Linked DNA regions of Mus musculus: region 2 is linked to region 1. Evidence: chromatin contacts called from public HiChIP or PLAC-seq data. All regions are on one chromosome and are shown on one strand. The core of a region is the stretch at or near the end of the contact, and the rest is flanking DNA. Distances in the headings are between cores, read along the strand shown.

The links. HiChIP or PLAC-seq counts read pairs in DNA pulled down with a chosen protein or histone mark.
Region 2: an H3K4me3 HiChIP or PLAC-seq map of embryonic forebrain shows a contact between it and region 1, with 5 times the contacts expected there. The contact joins two enhancer-like sites. A contact is called at or near these places in 1 of 484 Hi-C or Micro-C datasets (neural progenitor cells), 2 of 115 datasets of contacts at active chromatin or transcription factors (astrocytes and embryonic forebrain) and 1 of 9 other capture datasets (embryonic tail).

Annotation. Positions count from the first base shown.
Region 1 is chr1:41,603,684-41,607,928 of GRCm38.p6, reverse strand. No RefSeq gene overlaps it. Among named protein-coding and RNA genes, the nearest start is that of Gm35935, 32 kb to the right of the region's middle. Within about 2 kb of position 2,343, at least 27 of the 459 cell types and tissues checked have an H3K27ac peak or open chromatin away from gene starts, as enhancers often do. A contact at or near this core is called in embryonic forebrain, where this site is marked.
Region 2 is chr1:42,260,290-42,264,534 of GRCm38.p6, reverse strand. It overlaps Gm28175 (a long non-coding RNA gene), which reads right to left. Exons shown (of 4, transcript XR_865384.2): 3 at 2,537-3,382. Among named protein-coding and RNA genes, the nearest start is that of Gm28175, 4.6 kb to the right of the region's middle. Within about 2 kb of position 2,469, at least 30 of the 459 cell types and tissues checked have an H3K27ac peak or open chromatin away from gene starts, as enhancers often do. A contact at or near this core is called in embryonic forebrain, where this site is marked.

The DNA of each region.
Region 1 (4,245 bases), core at 1,094-3,593:
TTGCTCTTAGCCTAACCAAAGCAGATAAGGGAGGAACAAATGGATGAGTTTGGGAAATATAAAGAATTGACAAGTAACAAAGAAAATAGGCACAGGGAAAATCCATGCGGTGGGACTGGTTCTAATTCATATACTACATAGTCATTTCCCATATGCCTCTGGCATTCCTGGGGCAGGATGTTGTTGGGATGAAACCCAAAACTCTTTGAATGCTGGGCAATGCCTGTTCTTATTCAGATGCCTCCCTGTTTTCTTAATTCCAGAAAACAGATGACAAAGCTCCAGTTGTGAGATGCATATATAGAATCTTACCTAAGACCTTTTATGGTATCTCCAAAACATAGGATATTATTTAAGATAGGAGCCGTGTCACACAATCTGCAACACTTGTTCCCAGGAGGCTGAGGCAGGAGAGAATGGAGAGTTCAATGCCAGGTAAGACTGCACAGAGAGAGTAGAACCAATCTAGGGTATACAAACTCTGTCTCAAAAACACAGAAAACAAGTGAAAATGGAAACATAAATAAGAGACTATTTTGCTAATTTTTCTAAGGCATGTCACACTATCATTTGAAAGAACAGAAGGCAGATTAGCTATATGTGGCAAAGCCCATACACAGTATGTGAGGGTCTCTGAGCTAGAAGCATGGTCTGAATCCCAGGTGCTGGGGGGCTTAGAGTCTGGTTCTTTCTTTTGGAGGAGGGTCACATCTCTGAAAGGCTCACCCTCCCAGGACCAGTCACCAGGAACCACTCAACGATGGGATACTTACAGTCTGAAAGCGGAGCTGAGTGGAGATTGTATTTGGAGGGTGGCTGAATACATGAATTACTCAACATCTGTTATGATTTATCTTGATTGTCAATCTGATGAAATTTATAATCATGATGGAAACAAATCTCTGGTTATGTCTTTAAGGAATTATCTAGATTAGGTTAATTGACAAAGAGTTCCCACCCTAAATGTGGGCAATACCATTCCAAGGCCTGGAGTTTTGGACTCAGTAAAAACAAGACAGGACACCTAGCTCTCTACCTCCTGACTGATGTCACATGACCAGGCAGCTTATGCGCCTCTGCCAAGACTTTCCATGAAGGATTGTAATCCCCAACCTCTAGCCAAAATACTCCGCCGCCCCCCCCCCCCCACTTAAGTTGCCTTTGTCACGGAATTCTACCACAGCAATAAGAAAACTGATTAATGTCACATCTGTGCTGATAAGACAGTTACTAAGACAATTCTCTGGGTCCATCTAATTTACAGTAAAGTTAGGTTTTGGTGATTTAAGAATAAAAAATATTTGGTTAAATTATCTTTAAAAAAAAAGAGTATACTGAGGTGGAGAGATATTGAAATGTTTTTAGCCGTAATGATAGGGATCAAATCAAGGCTTTGAACATACTAAGCCATTTTTCTACCAATATGATACAGCTTCCTGTTTTCTCAAGAAGAGTTATCACAGTGCAGACCCAGGCTGTCCTTGTCTGGATTGTCCTGCCTCAGCCCTTGGCACTGAAAATAGGGATTTGCCACCATGCCTAACATGGCAGACAACCCTAAGTGCTGCCTATTTCCCACATGTTTGCCATTTAATATTTATTCTGCTTCTTTTCTTCTTCTTCCTGTGACTGGAGTCAGTTAGCTTCCTTAAATGGCCAATTTTTAAACTCTTGAGTGTCATTTCGATCCATGTATTGGCTACTTTCCCATCCTTTCTAAACATAAGTGCTTAAATTTAATAAAATGCATGGCTTCCCATCTGTGTTTTAATATCAGACTTCTAGGGAAAGCAACATGTGAAGTATGTTAAAGGCTGTGAGGAAACATGGTCATGTTGGAAGAAAATTTTTGTTTTTGCAATGAAGGTCGGAAGGAGAAGCAAAGCAGAGAGGCTCCAGTGCCCCTTTCTGGGCTCTGCTTTCTCTGCAGCTGCGTGGAGGTGTGAAAGGCAGCCAACACTCTCCCATTGAACTGGGAAGGGCATAAATTCAAGCCACGAATGTGTGAACTGCATTGTCCTCTCTTTGTGAGCCTCTATGAATGCTACCCAGTTGTAAGCATTTAATTTCATTCTGTAATAATTCAGTTGCCAAAGTCTTTGTCCTTGCTTCCTAACATATGCCCCAAGGCTTGTTTCAAGCAGACAGATGCCATTAAATATGTTTATTAAGCTTGAAGACAGAAAATACTTCCTAAACTCCATGTACACGTAGAAATACAGATTCAAATTTTGATGGAATATCCCCTTAAGAAAGGATTGCATTGATTTCTATTTAGTATCAAATCATAGGCTTCTATAATTTTAAGAACTAATTAAACAGATTGAAAGTAGTGCCTGTGGCTTAATCCTGTGATAAATCTGCATGAGTCCCAGACACTGGGGTAGCTCTCCATTGAATTTGCTTCAGATCCACAAAACAAACTAAGTTCTGGAAGAGATACTTATTGTTTAATTATGGTTTAAATATATACACTAAAGCAATAATTTGAGTAAACAAGAATTGCAGGCTATTCACGGATGTGTGAGAAAAGGAAGACGTATGAACCACGTATACTGTAGTTCTTCCTAAGAAGAAAGTTCAATGGGTAGGTTAAAATTGGCCAAATTCCTAAGCAGTGAGAAAATCTCTCACTGGTTTCCCATTGATAGGCAATGAAAGAACCAAACTTGGAAAGCAATGTGGTTTGGGAGGAATCGCTGAATAGAAGCCTCAGGGGCATGCGGTGTTCGGGAGTTGGCATGTTGTCCAGTTTTGTCCAATTATCAATACATGAGAGGGATTAGCTGTCGGTAATGGCGCGATGAATAAAAGACTCAGGTCATAAGCAGTGAGTTTAGAAAAGTGAGAGCGTACTTCGCGGGGAAAAGCCTTTCTAAATTAGCAATAAAATGAGATGATTAGGTTAACTGTTTCGTTTCTAAAGTAGATAAATCCTGGTGATGGGAATCATGCCCCGATTGGCCCGTCCAGGTTCGTCCAACTTTCGTTTTTTTGCTGCGAAGTAATCACTGGAGCCTCCACATCGTCAGTGACAGAAAACTCAAGGCAAATTTTCAAGAATCCATGGGAAACCGTACTGCGACCTTGAGAAGAAAAGGGGGGAGTGGAGGGAAATAAGAATCTGAATAGTTAATAGAAAGTTTAGATTCAGATTAATGATTTGCTTTGTCTAAATGCTAGCACTGGTATTCACATGAAAATCCTCACTTAAGAACATAGTTAGGATGCATCAATCCTCAAACGCTGTATCTCAGAGATAAATGGAAAGCCATTGAGCCCCCAAAGTGTTGATTTATGGCTAACAGCACCTGAATGCCCACATTTCATCATCATTCTAGGGTATCATCATAAAAGGGAAGAATGGGCATTATGGGTAATTATGAAGAGCAAAAAGAAATATGAATAGAAATGCATTTGGAAACTTTTGTGATTATGCATAATAGTCACTCACAGTCACAAAATAAATTAAAAATAAGATAGAAGAAACTTTTACAGTCTTTGTCAGTCATTCCAAATTAACCTTTATTCACAGTGCTTGAACTGATAATGTTTGCACCTGGGAAGTGATCCAAACTTAATTTGGGGTGTTGTTAACAAAAGTCATCTAATGTCATTAAGACTCCCAGTTATCTCTAAAATATTACTGACAAAAAAAAGGGATAATTGGAGCCTTTGCAGATATGCAAAAATTCTCCCCCTTTAAGAGTTTTCTACAAACACGAGAAAACACACAGTTAATGTTTCTAAGAGCGTTGTCGTAAGGAGCTCAGCTAATGGAGTGGTGTGAGCAGCCTGGCATCGATCTTCCCTTAGGAATTAACAGAGTCCATCAGACTGTCGACCCTTTGTACTGTGTGAGACCTAACAGCACTTGGAAGTCTGACTCCAAAGATGTCTAGATGAATAATTTGTATGAAGAAAGTAGAAAGATACTCATAAAATGCCTTTATTTGGAAAAAAATCTCAAGTTTGTCTTCAACCTGAGCTACTGGATATTGCTAGTTTCATTTTACCACCAGGACAGTGATATTATAAGTTATCTAAATAACAAGGTTACAAAAATGTCCAATGGCTACTTTGTTGTTTAAACAATAAAAAATTACAATTAAAAAAGTCCCTATCTATTACTGCCCTTTCCATGTTACTCTAAGGAGAGACTGCCTAGATCAGATGGAGTAGTGACTGGACTTCAGCCATTTTGTATGCTATAGCAGAAAACAATATGATGTAATCTGTTGGATG
Region 2 (4,245 bases), core at 1,220-3,719, 660 kb before region 1:
TACAAGAGATAGCTTCTTGAATTCTCTGCCTTAGGCCAGACTGCATGTGAAACTCTTGCTAGCTGTCCTTCTTCTGTATTAAAACAGACCTAGATAATGAAATGTGCAAGGCTAGATGATGCTTCCCACAAAACAAATAGGAATGTGCCACAACAGACTCCATTACAGTTGTCAACATTTCTTTCAATGATTGTATTTAGGGCTGGAAGACACACAGAAGTGCATGTTTATGGAGTCCATGAACTCAGGGTGTGATATGTTTCAGGTTCGGCAGATATCACAAAGGGAGGTGGGGTACATTATCCTGACTGCTTTTTTACCGACCCCTCCTCCCAAACTCATGGTAGCTTAAATCATATTGTAATAAGTTTCTCTTTCAGAGAGAATCCAGATGAGTCCAAAGTGAACATATCAATTAATATTCTGTTGCTTAGTACTAACCCTTGGTGCATATTACTCATATCCAGTAAACTAGAGTTTAGATATACTAGATCATATATATATATAATATAGTTTATATCAACTAGTTGATATATAAGATTTATCAACTTTTATCCTCAGTATGATCTTGCTGACTCTCATTAAATAAATAATCCAGTCTCTTTTCATATTCATATGTATGTGCACATTATTTCTAAATATTTATAAACTTACGCATACTCAAAATATAAACATTTGTGCCTCCATGTCTTATATTTTATATTTTAAATATATCTATTTAAATTCTGCTTTTTCAAGAGGGCATTCTTGCTTAATAGTTGTTAATTTAAAGAAAAGTCATATAGCTTAAATAAGTGGCCTTTTAGAAACAAAACCAAACTTGTACATTTTTGTGAACAGTGACAAAGTAACCATGTAGCTTTTGTAGTCAGGCCATAGCAAAAAGACACACATCAGCGTTAGGCACCACCCATCTCTTGAGTCAAACCTTCAAGGCCTAGCATCTCCAAGTTCTTCATATATGGTGATGACTACACTAAGCAACACAATGGCTTCATATTCCTGTTACTCTTTCTCCAACATCTTCAACTTACACTTTGTTATTCCATTTGTTTCACGTGGTAACATAGGTAACATAGTAGCAGAGCCTCACTGCAAACTACTGTGCTGTGGGTGCGTCTCCTCCACACCCAAGACTCCTGCTCAGCAGAAGCCGGAAGCAAGCCTGGAGGTGCCACGGCATAAACACGATGTGCTACAGGGCAAAGAGCTCACCTCTGAATGTCAATAACTTATCAAGTAGAGGCAGAAGGCCCTTGGCTGGGACACTGCACTATTTGGGCTTTCTAAAAGTGAATTCCGACTCTGTACAAAGTTATATGACATGACCTATTTTGTGTTTGCTTTGGGTAAGGGGGTGAGGTCCCCGTGAAGCTAGTTGATATTTTCACTCACTCTCCCATCTCCTAGGTGGAACTACTTGTGCAGAACTCCTGAGTCACAATGAAGTTACTCCCTGGACTCCTCTTAAGCAATTTATTTTTCACTTACTCTGTATCCATTTTAACCAGTCTGCTATAATCTAATTTAGATTAATGTAAACCAGGGAGAAACACATCTTTCCCTCACAGCACCTTATGAATTGGTCAAGGGCAGTGACAGTCCCAAGGAGACCTTCGGACTTGAAAACTGAGTTCCCAGGAAGGCCATCCCCCTGGCACTCAGCCACTGTGTGAAAAGCTTCTGAGAACATCACAGCAGGTTGTCCCTTGATCGCCAATCCGCTCTCTGAAAGGTGGGACAAATCTAAGAAGAGCTTTGACACAATTGGCCTCTCCTGAGATGACACCAAGTGAAGGTCATTGTTCAAAAGAGACCATATTGAGCTGGGGACACAGGCAAACGCCACAATGCATTTGAGGACACACGAACACACACACACACACCACACACACCAAACAATCCAGTCCCCTTGGAAGATATTCTCTATTTTATTGTCTCCCTCTTCCTCTAAAATGGGCGATTTCTTTTCTGCCAAGGAGACTCCAAAGGGCCATGAATGCTAAAGTCCTTCAAAGCTGTTAAATGCATCTTCAAATTTACAATAAAATCCAGCATGACAAATTCTCCAGTAAAATCTCTGGAGCGTCAGCACAGCGCTTACACCATTTCCCTTTCATTCAGTATTTTAGCATTCAACACCTTGAGAACCATGGAAGACCAATGTGAAGAAGAAGAAGAAGAAAACCCACAGAAACAAAAACAAAAACAAAAAAAAAAAAAAAAAAAAAAAACAAGAACAGAAAATAGAGGCAGAGAAAACAAAACAAAAGAAAACAAAAACAAAAACCAAAGCTTAACAATAACAAAGACAGTGGAGGGGGTGGGGTGGGGGGGGATGCAAACAGCCACAGGAGCGATTAAACATATGCCAAAGTCAACAACTGGTGCGGGTTAGCCACCGCTCTGCCCGGCAGGTAGAAGGCACACAGTGCTGAGAGAAAAAGGGGAGCAGGAAGTGGGAGAGCTTCGAGCCAGGAGCAGAGGCGATCCTGAGCTTCCAGACACACCACCAGCCATGCAAAACGCCACATACCTTTCTGGCTTGCTGGTTCTGTCGGCCGAGACAAAGCAGTCCCGTTCGCAGCGGGAGGCCAAATCAAAATGAAATTTTATTTAGTCTGCACTGTCCCCAGATTGGGTTTCAGAATGACTGCTTTAGGAGATAGCATGGATGTGGCCGATGCATGCTTTGCATATGAAACTGCAGTAGGAAAAGAAATCTACATAATCAAAAAAATCTGTGCTCTCTGTGTGTGTGACAAAAAAACACTGGACTACAATGATTTCGCTGCTGTGTAGGCTTCAGGCAGGTCCTTTCAAGGTGAAAAACACGTTCAAAAATCCTTAAGAGATATTACAGATATGTATTAATAAATCTATATTCCTTTAGTTTAGGAGGGTATGCAGTTTCCTGCATGTAACTGTACCACAGAAATAATTGATTTCTGTGTATTAGTGAGCACACCAAAATTTGTATATGAAAAAAAGAAATTGAATTTTCAAACATGTGCAGATTATTTTGAGGGGGGTGGAGGGCTTGTCCTGACAATTAGTGTACCCTCTGAGCCTTGATAAAATAAATTAAAAGCTTAAGTTCTAAACAGCACTAAGAGCCTCTTTGATTTTTCCCTGGGAAGGCACTTAAATAATTCATATTCAGAGACTATCTGTAAATATGAGAAGAAAGTCTTCTTTTTTTTAAAAAAAGAGCTTTAGATGTTGGCAATAATATCTTTAAATTAAGTAAAAAGACTCAGCTGTATAGAGAAAACCCATTGTGGGATCCGTGGGCATCTGTTTGTTATGCATGCACACTTGCTGTGTGTGTGCACACTGTGTCTAACGAAGGGTCACCGCCTGCCTTGGCCAGGAAGAGGTCCTGTGAAGTGGGAAGGCAGAATAGGGAGAGTGGGACTTGTTAGTAAATAGGCATCATTTAAAAAAAAAAAAAAACTTATTATACTATACTTTCATTTTGATATTCAGTTCCTAGAGTTTGGGTGCTGTTCAATTGTTTTCTTGAAAGAAAAAATTAAAAGCAATTTTGAAAGAAAAAATATCTAGCTGTATAAAATAAAAGCAAAATATTAAAAATTTGAGACAGCCCTGAAAACCATGAATGGTCACTCTTGTATGTTATAACGGTCCCAGGGTCCTGAAGAGTATGTTATGTGTCCTTCATCTCTGAGGGAGCTTCCAAGCCAGGACCCACAGCTGCACAGAGACTTAGCTCCACAGTGAGATACAAATGCCTTAAACAATGTGCTTTCCCCATGCCCTGGCAGCAGCCACTAGCAGAGGAAGTGGAGAGACCCACACTCCTTACTGAAACAGCCCAGATTCATCCCCCCTATTTGGGTTTGCCAGTAATTTTCTTAGAACAGCTTTCCCCTTTTCCAACTTAGACTGGCAACCAGTCAATAATAATGTTTACAAATGTAAAGGTCTCCTTCAATTGATCATTTTGCATTAGGTACGAATGCACACCACCAGCATAATTAAAACCTAAAATCCAGAGAGAGCCAGTGGGATTTGTTCTCTTTATACCCCTGAACTATTGCATCTAGGCCTCTCTATAACTAGGGCAGTATGTTGGCTTCACTGGGGCTTGTAAGCTAAACGTACCCTCCTTGCCTTGCTGCTATAATTACTCAGAGTGTTCATTAAGCAAGAGTTTCGCCTTACTATTGTTTTTACTGTTAGGGCACCCTGTTTCTGAGGAAGAGAAAGATGTGACTTCTT